Linked DNA regions of Mus musculus: region 1 is linked to region 2. A link is a contact called in public targeted proximity ligation data. All regions are on one chromosome and are shown on one strand. The core of a region is the stretch at or near the end of the contact, and the rest is flanking DNA. Distances in the headings are between cores, read along the strand shown. Region 1 has its middle 88 kb from the start of Psat1. Region 2 has its middle 150 kb from the start of Gm31331.

Evidence for each region.
Region 1: a targeted proximity ligation map of large pre-B cells shows a contact between it and region 2, with 10 times the contacts expected there. A contact is called at or near these places in 1 of 484 Hi-C or Micro-C datasets (cortical neurons), 1 of 130 datasets of targeted methods (large pre-B cells) and 1 of 9 other capture datasets (embryonic tail).

What each region holds. Positions count from the first base shown.
Region 1 is chr19:15,834,485-15,839,565 of GRCm38.p6, reverse strand. No RefSeq gene overlaps it. Among named protein-coding and RNA genes, the nearest start is that of Psat1, 88 kb to the left of the region's middle.
Region 2 is chr19:14,242,534-14,247,549 of GRCm38.p6, reverse strand. No RefSeq gene overlaps it. Among named protein-coding and RNA genes, the nearest start is that of Gm31331, 150 kb to the right of the region's middle.

The DNA of each region.
Region 1 (5,081 bases), core at 521-3,020, 1.6 Mb before region 2:
CTCGGACGTGTCACTCCCTGATTGGCTGCAGCCCATCGGCCGAGTTGACGTCACGGGGAAGGCAGAGCACAAGTAGTCATAAGATACCCTTGGCACATGCGCAGATTATTTGTTTACCACTTAGAACACAGCTGTCAGCGCCATCTTGTAACGGCGAATGTGGGCGCGGCTCCCAACAGTGGAGCAAAAGGCAATTGTGAATCTTTGCAGGGAGAATGCTAATCTCTCTGTGCTTTTGCAGGTAGGATTTGAAAGAGCAAAAGTATCTCCTTCCACCTCTTCCATGGAAAGATCTGTGTAGCCCTGGCTCTCTTGGAACTCACTCTATAGACCAGACTGGCCTTGAACTCAGAGATCCACTTGCATCTGCCTCCCTAGTGCTGGGATTGAAGGCATGTGCCACCACCTCCAGGCTAATGCACTACTGATTCTTGGTCTATGTGTTCTTGGTCAGGTTCAACATTGATGGTAGGTTCCATTTGCACTACCTGTGGGGCTCATCGTCTCCCTACAACTATCAAATGCAGAAACACCAAGCAGACTTGCATTTGGGTCGTTTTGTTATGTTGGCGAGATGGTTTAGAAAAACAGTAACACACAACCCTGGAGCCAGTCCTGTAGCCATGTGGACCACACTCCACATGGGATCTGAAGGATCAGACATGCAGGCCAGCTTGTGATTATTTTTCCAGTTTCCAGAAGGTTCTTAGGAAGAAGAATTGCTTGGAAATTTGGGAAAAGGAAGCATGCCAGGGCCAGAAGGCTTAACAGACAAAAACTGTTATAGATGCTGAAGGTGACAATCCTGAGTCTTTCCAGGTTAAGTCTTTGGGTGAGTTCCCCCCTCAGTAGTAATCAGAGATTCTCAAGAGCTGGCCTGAATTCTTCTTTGCATAAGCCAGGTATTTTCAAGGTCAGGGGTGAGGCCTGTGCTGGAGGGGTACTGGCCCTGCTTAGAGGTAATTGGTCTGAAAGAGTGGCTATTGTGAGCTCTAGGGGAAGCAGGACCGGCTGGCTTCTGCTGCTGGCTACTGTCACAGTCCCCTTGGCAGCCCCCGGTTCTTGCTCATAAATATATGCAGACTTTCTGAAAGCACTGGAGCCTTTTCAAGGGAAGGGGAAAACACGGTTCGGTTCATTGTTAGCTCTACAGTTGCTCCCGATTTTAAGAAGGGCAGATGTTTGATGGAACAGATGTTGCCAGGGACCCAGTGGGAATAGTCCTGAGACTTCATTTGAGAACAATGGTTTCCAAAAACAAAAACAAAAACAAAACAAAACAAAACAAACAAATAAACAAACAAAAAATGGTTTCAAAGAACATAACTTTTCATAACAAAAAATGTCAGGACATGAAATTGTTGCACTGCTGTTTGAGGTGTGGAGAGGGTAATAGTCTTGCATGGCCTCCAACTTCAGCCTCCAGTGTAAATACCGTGCAGAAAGAGTCCTTTTGCCAGGAAGCCATTAGGAAAGTGATGTTGGGCCAACTGAAGTCCTGTGTGCATGACAACTGTCAGCTGATCAGGAACTCTCAAACTCCTGTTCTTATAATAGAGTAATATGCAAAAGAGAAGACAAAACAGTTGGCCTTCTCAGCCATGCTTAACAACTTGGACTTAACACCCCCACCAGCTGTAAATTGAGTGTGTTAAGTCATAAATCTCAAAGGAGGTGAAAGTTCCTTGGCAGATAATGAGCTGTCTCCATTATCTTCTCATTCATGACTTCCTGTGGGGGAGCTTGGGAGAGCAGTTGGGCTTTCTTTGACAAGCATCTGCAGATAAGCAGGGGAGTGTTTCTGGCAGTTTTTCAGGGTAGTCTGTCCCCTCTTTGATGGGGGCACTTTGGAGGCTCTCAGGGGACAGTGGTTACTTCCCACTCTGCAGTGCCCACATCTTTACATCTTCAAAGACAGACTTAGTTTTTAAAAAAAAAAACAAACCCAAAACCAAAAAACAAAAAAACAAATGAAGGAAATTCCCCAAAGAACCTTCCCAGGGAGCAACAAAAACATCCGCTGTAAACAGCAGGTTCATCTTCTGACAGGTTTTGTTTGCAAATGATAACAATTACAGGTAATTTTTCATTTCAATTGGAGGAGCAGGTATTAAGGAGGGGGGAGGGGCAGAGAAAAGATGAGCTCACAAGCTCTCTCAAGGGCCTCATTCACTCCCAGGTCTACAACCTGAGCTGCGTGGAGGACCAGGTAGTGGCTCCCCGTTCCATTAAGAGATCTAATTGTGGCTGTTCCGTCTGTTGGCAGATGCAGTTTCCACATAACAACGGCCCAGAGACAGAGCTGCGTGATTAATGCCTCCAGCTGTCATATGCCCCATTATCTGTGCATTTGCATAACTTAATGGTTTAGGACAGGGGAGAGAGGATGCTTAATTTAATGTTTAGCAGGCCCTTGATAGCTGAATAATTTAAGAACTGTCAAGGGGGGTCAGTCCTACACCAATTCAGCAAGACAGCTATGATTTCTGCATATCGTTAAAAATTCTTGCTGGGGAGATTTTTTTTTTTAAAGGGAAAAAGAACAACAATGCCTGAAAGGAAGCATTGATTTTTTTCCTGTTAACCATTTCCTGGCTGTGACAAGTGGAAGTTTGTTTTTGACAGCAGCTGCTTGTTTGAAGACCACAGGGGAAGCATGGGTCGCTCCTCTTCCCCTCCTCTATGGACACCCCCTCCCCCAGCCTCTTCCCTCCCTCGCTTTCTGATCATGTCTCCTTTTGTTCCCCTCAACCATCTCACCCTTTATGCCCTATTTTATGACCCACTTACAATCCTCTCCTGCTCTTTACCTCTAGCCTCTCATTTAGCTGAAAGGCATATGGGGAGGAGGGAGAAGGGAGATGTTGGGGGAGGCGGGAGGCGGAAAGGGAGCATGGACAGGGAGGAGCATAATTTGCTTAAAATCAACTAACAGCCCAAGTTGCTTTCAATAGGAAACACTGTCAGTTTCATTAGTTGCTAATGAATATTATTAAACTAATCTGTCATTTGTTTTCTAATTATGTGTCACCAGGCATCATGGTGGCAGCTGAGGTGACTCACTAGTGAATAATGTGTAGAGCTCCCTCACCTCTTTTTTTTTCTTTTCCAGAGTAAAAACAGCAAGTGATTAGCGATCATTTCACCCTGCATAGTCAGCCACCCCAGCCCTTGGTAGTCATTTTTCTCCCACACATTCTCAGTACAGCGAGGCAGTGGTTCAGCCTTGGCAGTCCATTCCCAGGGTACTGACCTGGCCCACCTCAAACCTGACTCAACCTTGTTTCTACGTTCTCAGCTGGTGTGAGACAATCTTAGATCAACTCCCTCCAAATCTTGTGGGTCTGGATTTTGGGCAACTCAGTTGCCTGGTGAGATGTATACTAGGCAGCTTTTGATGCTTGGCTGGTCTCAAAGGTCCAAAGCAATTCTGCTCAAATGACTGGCACTTTGATGGGCTGGTTAGACTTCTGAGTCTCTCTCTCTCTCTCTCTCTCTCTCTCTCTCTCTCTCTCTCTCTCTCTCTCTCTCTCTCTCCCTCTCTCTCCCTCTCTCCTTCTCTCACCTTGGGGATTCCAAGAATTCTGAAGACCAGAAGTGGCAACTCTCTGTGACCTTGGAAGCATTCTGGACATTTCATTTTTATTACATTTTGAGACAGTTTTGTCTGTCACAAAGACTCAAGAGGTGATGGGTAGGGGGCGTGCATATCTGTGGTTGGAGGTGTGTATACGGGAGTGTGGCTCAACAGTTAGAGACAAACACTGCTCTTACAGAGGCCTGGAGTTCGTGCACACACAGCCATGCACCTAATGGAAGGCACCAGTCTATGGTCCTCTTGAATCTGTCAAGTCTCACTGGCTCTTGCCTCTGTCACAGTCCTTTAGATTTCTTGTGTCCCTCCTTTCTAACCAAGCTGGTGGTTATCTCACTAGTGGTCTGGTTCCCACCTTTCTGGATCTTGCACCAGAATTATTCAAACCCAAAGACTGGAGCAACCCCTGCCTCCATTCTCATAGCGATCTGAGCTGCTGAGTGTGACCTAGCAAAAGGCTGTGTCTCGGAACAGTGGCTCCAACAGAAAAAGACTGTTCAGCTCTCAAGTTTGTCCTCAAAGCTCTGCTTCTGATTTTTTAAAAATTTCTTGTACTACCTTACTATCTCTTGAGATACTCAGCCCAGCCTTTCCCCTCTAACTAGACCATCCCTCCCAACCAACCTAGCTCCTCTCTTCAGAGCATCTCATTTGATCTCTGTGAGGGAAGCTTTCCTTCTCTGGGGCAGGCAAGCTCCTTGTCACCTGCACACACTGACTCAAACCACCATGTCTATTGTGAGGTTTTCCATTCCTTCATGTCTTCCTTCACCTGGACTGTTCATGGCCACTCTTTTCCTCAAGAACTAGTAGTCATTACCAATTGTTTCTTCTCTGGGCCCGTTCACTCAGCCTATAAACACGCTTGGTCCCAAAACAAACATAATAAATAGTGCAGCAGATTATTATTCAACACTTGCTGGCCCGAACTCACTATGTTGATGGCCCCAATCTCACAGAGATCCACCTGCCTCTGCCTCCTGAGTCCTCGAATTAAATGTACATGTACCACCATGCCCAGCTTTGCTACAGATTTGAAAACATTGTCTGCATTTCAGAAATTTGTGGTCTCCCTGTCTGTCTGCTCCCCTGCCATCAGAGTCAGATTCTTGGACCTGTTGATATTGCCAGGGCTGCTGATCACCACATTTATATGGTCAGGGTTCAGTCTTGTTTTGCTCTCTTTATTCTGACGTTGTTCTTCCATGTCTTGTGTCTTAGACCATTTAGCCATCATCGGAAGTACCATAAACAGGACAGCTAACAGCAGGATTCGATTTCTCACAGTCTGGAGTTTGGGAAGTCCAGGATCAAGGTGATATCTGGGTGGTGGGGCCTGCGTCCTGGTTTACAGATTGTACCCTCTCAGGTTGTCCAGGTGTAGAAGGAAGGGCAAACAAGCTTTTGTGAGGTCTTTCAGAGCGGCCTCTCAGCTTGTGAATTTGTGGGGAACACAACATTCAGACCGTGGCAGCTTATGTCCTAT
Region 2 (5,016 bases), core at 2,495-4,994:
AGCTGTCTGTCTGTGTGAAGTACTTTGCTGGCACCAGTGCACAATGTGGCGGCTGCATTTGGTATCCAACTGGGAACTATAGATTTTTACTAATACTCTGGGAGGAAGAGATTGGCAAATACCCTCTAGGAGTTCTATGTGCCCAGAAGGCTGGCTGAGCCGCCAGGGAAGCGTGTGAAACCCCAGAGGATGTCACAGTACCTCCCTGATGCTTTTCCTTTATCCACTTTGGCTGTAGCTTTTAAACTTGAGAGTGAATCATAATGGAATTGCAAAGTGGGCTCATTATGTGAGATGATTGAAACAACTTATAATGTATGACAGTGGAGATGTGGGGGGTGTCAGTGCTGGCTGGCAGCAGGCTTGGCCCATGCTCAGTTAATGAAGGCCGTGGTCTTTGTGGGTGGCTGGAGGGAGGATCCTGAGACAGACACTGTCTTAAAATACCTCTCCTGCTGGTCTGTCAGGATGCTTTTATCTCAGCCTTTTAATACCCACTAGTTAAGGCACAGAGGTCTTTAACAACCACTAAAATGCCAGGGCTGCCGGAAGGAGTCACACATTCAAGTGCATCAGCAGCTGAGAGAATTCCCTTCAAACCTGTCTCCTTCCTATGTTCCCAGTCTGAGGCTGCCATGCACGATGACAATTTCCCTATTCTTCCACGCTCTTACTCTTGCTTCTACACTGCACATCTAATTAGGGAGTCTTGCCACTTTCTTCTTTGGTTGACTTATCTCTGTCCCAGCGTAGAGCCCTGGTCATCTACCTATGTGAATGCACTAGTCTCAGGATTGGCTGCTGCCACCGCTGCTGCTGCTGCTGCTGCTTCTTCCTCTTCTTCCTCTTCTTCCTCTTCTTCCTCTTCTTCCTCTTCTTCCTCTTCTTCCTCTTCCTCCTCCTCCTCCTCCTCCTCCTCCTCCTCCTCCTCCTCCTCCTACCTGGCTACATCCCTCCTCTCATCTCTGTCAGCCTTTCCAAAACACAGGCCTGTTCTTGTCACTCTCCTCAAAGCCTCGCCATAACTCCTAAGCAGCAGAATTGTGAGTCTTGGAGTTTGATGGCATAGGCCCTTCACAGACTCACCACTCCTCAACTGTTTCTTTTGCTTCCTAGTTCCTTGTATGGGAAAGTCCTTTCCTTTCATTATAAATGCAGATACTCTTAATTTTACCTTGGTACCTATGTTCTTACTACTGAGCTTAGACTAATCTCCTGCTTCCTCTCTCTTTGTAAAATTTCTTCTTGTCCCTACAAACCCTGGTCATAGTGATGTTTCTCTGACTCTTGAACTGACTTCCTCTCCTCAAAATAATTTCTATGTACCTTTATCAAAACACCTTTCATCCTGTTAGTATCCCCACCTGTGAGGAGTGGGTGTGGCAGCAGTCCCAAGATGGTGCCCGGGACTGCAGCTAAGTCTTATGACTTGCACCTGACTTCCTCATACACCTGAAAATAAGCCACGTCCATCGTCCATCGTGAGAGCTGCGCAGGTGCACCATGATGCTGGCGGTGTAAACAAGTCCATATTTGGTGGAGATGAGCCCCTGCCGCCCTGATTGGCTGAAGCTGCGTGCCTGGTGAGGTGGCGTGGCCTGCCGTGAGTGGATGGGGGCTGAGAGTATATAAGCAGACCCCTCTGGGTTCCTGGGGTCTCCGTAGCAGCAGCGAGGCTTTTCTGCAATAAAGGCTGTTGAGAAGAATCCGACCATGTTATGTCTTCCTTGCCGGCCGAGGTGGGCACAACATCCACCCCCACCCAACCCCATTCCTATATTTTCTGGAGGATATTGACAGTAGAATTTTGAACTGTGGGTGTTCAAGGACAAGAAAACATTGGGCGCAGTCTATCTGAATTAAAAGTCTGGCTAACAAGAAATGGACCATTTTGGGGGAATTAGTAGGTACAATCATTTGCCTACATCAGCAGATTCACAATAACATCTAAAATAAAAAGGCCGAGTCTTTAGCTTTTCTGCTCTTTCATCTCTTGCTATTTTGTTAAAATGCTATTGAAATGTTTTTTACTTCAGTCTGTAATTACAAGGCAAATGTGTGACATGTTCAGTATATGTGAGGTCTATGGTAGTCCTGATACTTTGGAGGAAGGCTTGTGTCAGAAGACAGAGTAGGCAGGTTCCCTGCTTTTCTGGAACTTACAATCTAGGTGGGCAAGGCAGACATCAACTATACAGATAACTAAGTTACAATGATTTTAGGTGCCAGTAAACACTGTATAGGGAATTAAAATGGTCCTTAGAGTAGATAGCAGACAGCTTCTTCCTGTTTAGTCACACAGTTTCCAAGTCTACCCAGATGTTTTGATTTAGATAAAAAGCAAATGACCAGAACAAAAATATCTTGTGAAACTAAGTCATGGTGGCCAAGGTAGGGGAAGAATGGGGGGAGAGATTTTTAGTGTTTTGTGTGTGTGTGTGTGTGTGTGTGTGTGTGTGTATGTATGTATGTATGTATGTATGTTCAAAACTGGGGCGGGTGGCATGAGGTGAATGCATTTGGGAAGAAGAAGGAAGGCCCAATGTCTGAAAAGTGATGTGTAGTATGAGAGGAGTTCTAGAGATGGGCCTAGGCCAGTGAAGTGGGCAAAGGTGGCTTTCTCATCAACAGGGAAAGTTTCTACAGGAGAGCATTGGGATGCCAAGGCTAGAGATCCAGGCCCCATGGAACAGTATCCAGACCACTGTGCTTCACACTCACCAGCTCACCATTCTCTCTCTCTCTCTCTCTCTCTCTCTCCCTCCCATCTGTCCCCATTTGTCTTTGTCTCTCACAGGTCTTAAGCATTCTGGGGGGAGTGTAAAACTGTTAACTTCACTCCTCCCCACTCATTTTATCTAAAATTTTTATTGTATTTTATATTCTGAGTTCTATTATTATATTCTCATTTCTCATCTGGTAGGCTGGACACCCTAGCCCTGGCTTTTCCCTGTGGTTTTGCAAATTCCTGGCTTGCCCTACACTTACCCTCATTTGAGAGGCTTTAGGATGCAGGCTACACTGATTTAGTTTAAATGTAACGGTATTTCTAAGTGTGGATTAACCTTGCTTACTGGAGCTCTGATCTAGTGGGGATAGAGCAGCTGTAGGAATCCACGGAGAGAGAAATTTTGACCGTGGGTGGTGTAAAGGATAAGCAGAAGACCAAAAAATGTGTTGAAAGGGGGAGATGACAGGCTCCCCAAAGCAAATTTTACCCATGCCTTTATTTTTGTAATGTATTCTCGAGAGAGCTGTGTATTCTCATCAGAAGATAAGTTCTACAAGCTGGAGTGCCACCTTACTCAGAATGCTGCCAGGCATACAGTAGTTGCTCAGGAGCCATCAATAGAATGAGTAAAGAGACTATCGAATGATTAAAACTAACAAGGCCTTGAGACAGTGTCCAGACCTGAGACTCTTTTAGAAGAGGAAGAAAAAAAATTACAATGAATAAAGATGTCACTCAGAAATGGTTTTGGAATATTGTTATTGACATCTGGGCTATCGTGTGAGAAAGAGGATGTGGGAAGGAGTTAGAAGGGGGAACTGATATTAAATTAGAGATTCATAGGTTAAAAAGAAAAGAAAATTAGAAAAAGGGAAACAATGGGTTTAGTTTAAAAATAAGTACAAAATTGACGTAGATTGAGCATATTTGATCAGACTATAAAAGTGTTTCCTAATTACCAATGACAAAGAAACCCCTTGAAAGGAAGCTTTATGAAGCTCTGTTCAGTCGGGTTCAGAGCCTCGTGGGATCACTTGAGTGATGACTGTGTGGGTGTTACTCCCAGGAGATTATCATTTTCTTTCTGAATTCATTTCCTTCAGCAGAAATGAGAGCCTGTCTCACTCGCAGGGGGCTCTTATTTAATGCGTAGGAGCCTTGCTCAGGGCTCAGGAAATCATGGGGCTCAGAGTCAGTGCAACAAGGCATAGGGGGCCCATACTGACTGCAGGGCAGAAAGGTCAGTCATCATCCACAAGGGACCAGAAGATGCCTAGTCAAGAAGACGATGCCGTACACTGAACTTGTGTTTCCACTATTTGCTTTTCTGTGCCCTCTTTCCTCTTTGACTTATGGAAGACTGCTTCCTCTTTGCTAGAGTGAGCCTTAGTGCTCTACACTCTATTCTCTATACTCAATTATAATGTGAATAATTCAAGTAACAATTAGCAAGCACGAATTATTACCATGCAGTTTATTCTTGTGTTCATTCATTCTAGCACTTACTCATTCAAGCATTATTGAACAGCTTTTAAACACAGGACAGTGTAGTAAGTTAGTATTAGGGGACACTAACATGTCCTGGGGCATAAACATGTCAGGTGCATTGAGGAAGAGTAGTGCCTGGTAGGGGACAAAAGTGGCCATTCTGTCAGTTACTGAGCTGGGTCCTTGAACTGTGATTCCTAATTTCATAAAGGCTTTTAAGACAGAAACTTGCAAGCAGCTGCTCAGAGGATAAACTGATGTGGCTTCCTTATGGCCACAGGCTTGGTAAGGAAGGATATAACTGTGTTTATGTGTTTACAACATGGGTTGGTTTGGTTCCTCAATTACATTTATGCTGTTACCCACAGATCCTCTCATCATGGCTTCCTTTCAAGGGGTTTCTTTGTCATTGGTAATTAGGAAACACTTTTATAGTCTGATCAAATATGCTTAATCAGCGTCAATCAATGAGAATTGTGCTGTGAGTGCTATTGGGCTAGAGGAACCTACCTTTTCATGTGCTTACCAGTGGATTTGTAGAGCACCACCAGAGTTCAATAAAGCTTTGTTGGAAGGAGGGCTTTTTTTAAAGGTATGAATGAAGTTGGAGACCCCCTCCCCCACATACTCTGTAGAACCTGTCTTTCAAGATCATTTGGCTTTTGCCATCTGGATTCCTCTTTCTGAGGTAGGGTGCCTATTACCTGTATCAGTCAGGGCTCAGGCAATATAAAGTAGTAAGTGATTGAACACTGAGACGCTCAAACATCCAGGAGGAGGGTTTGTAGCCATATCCG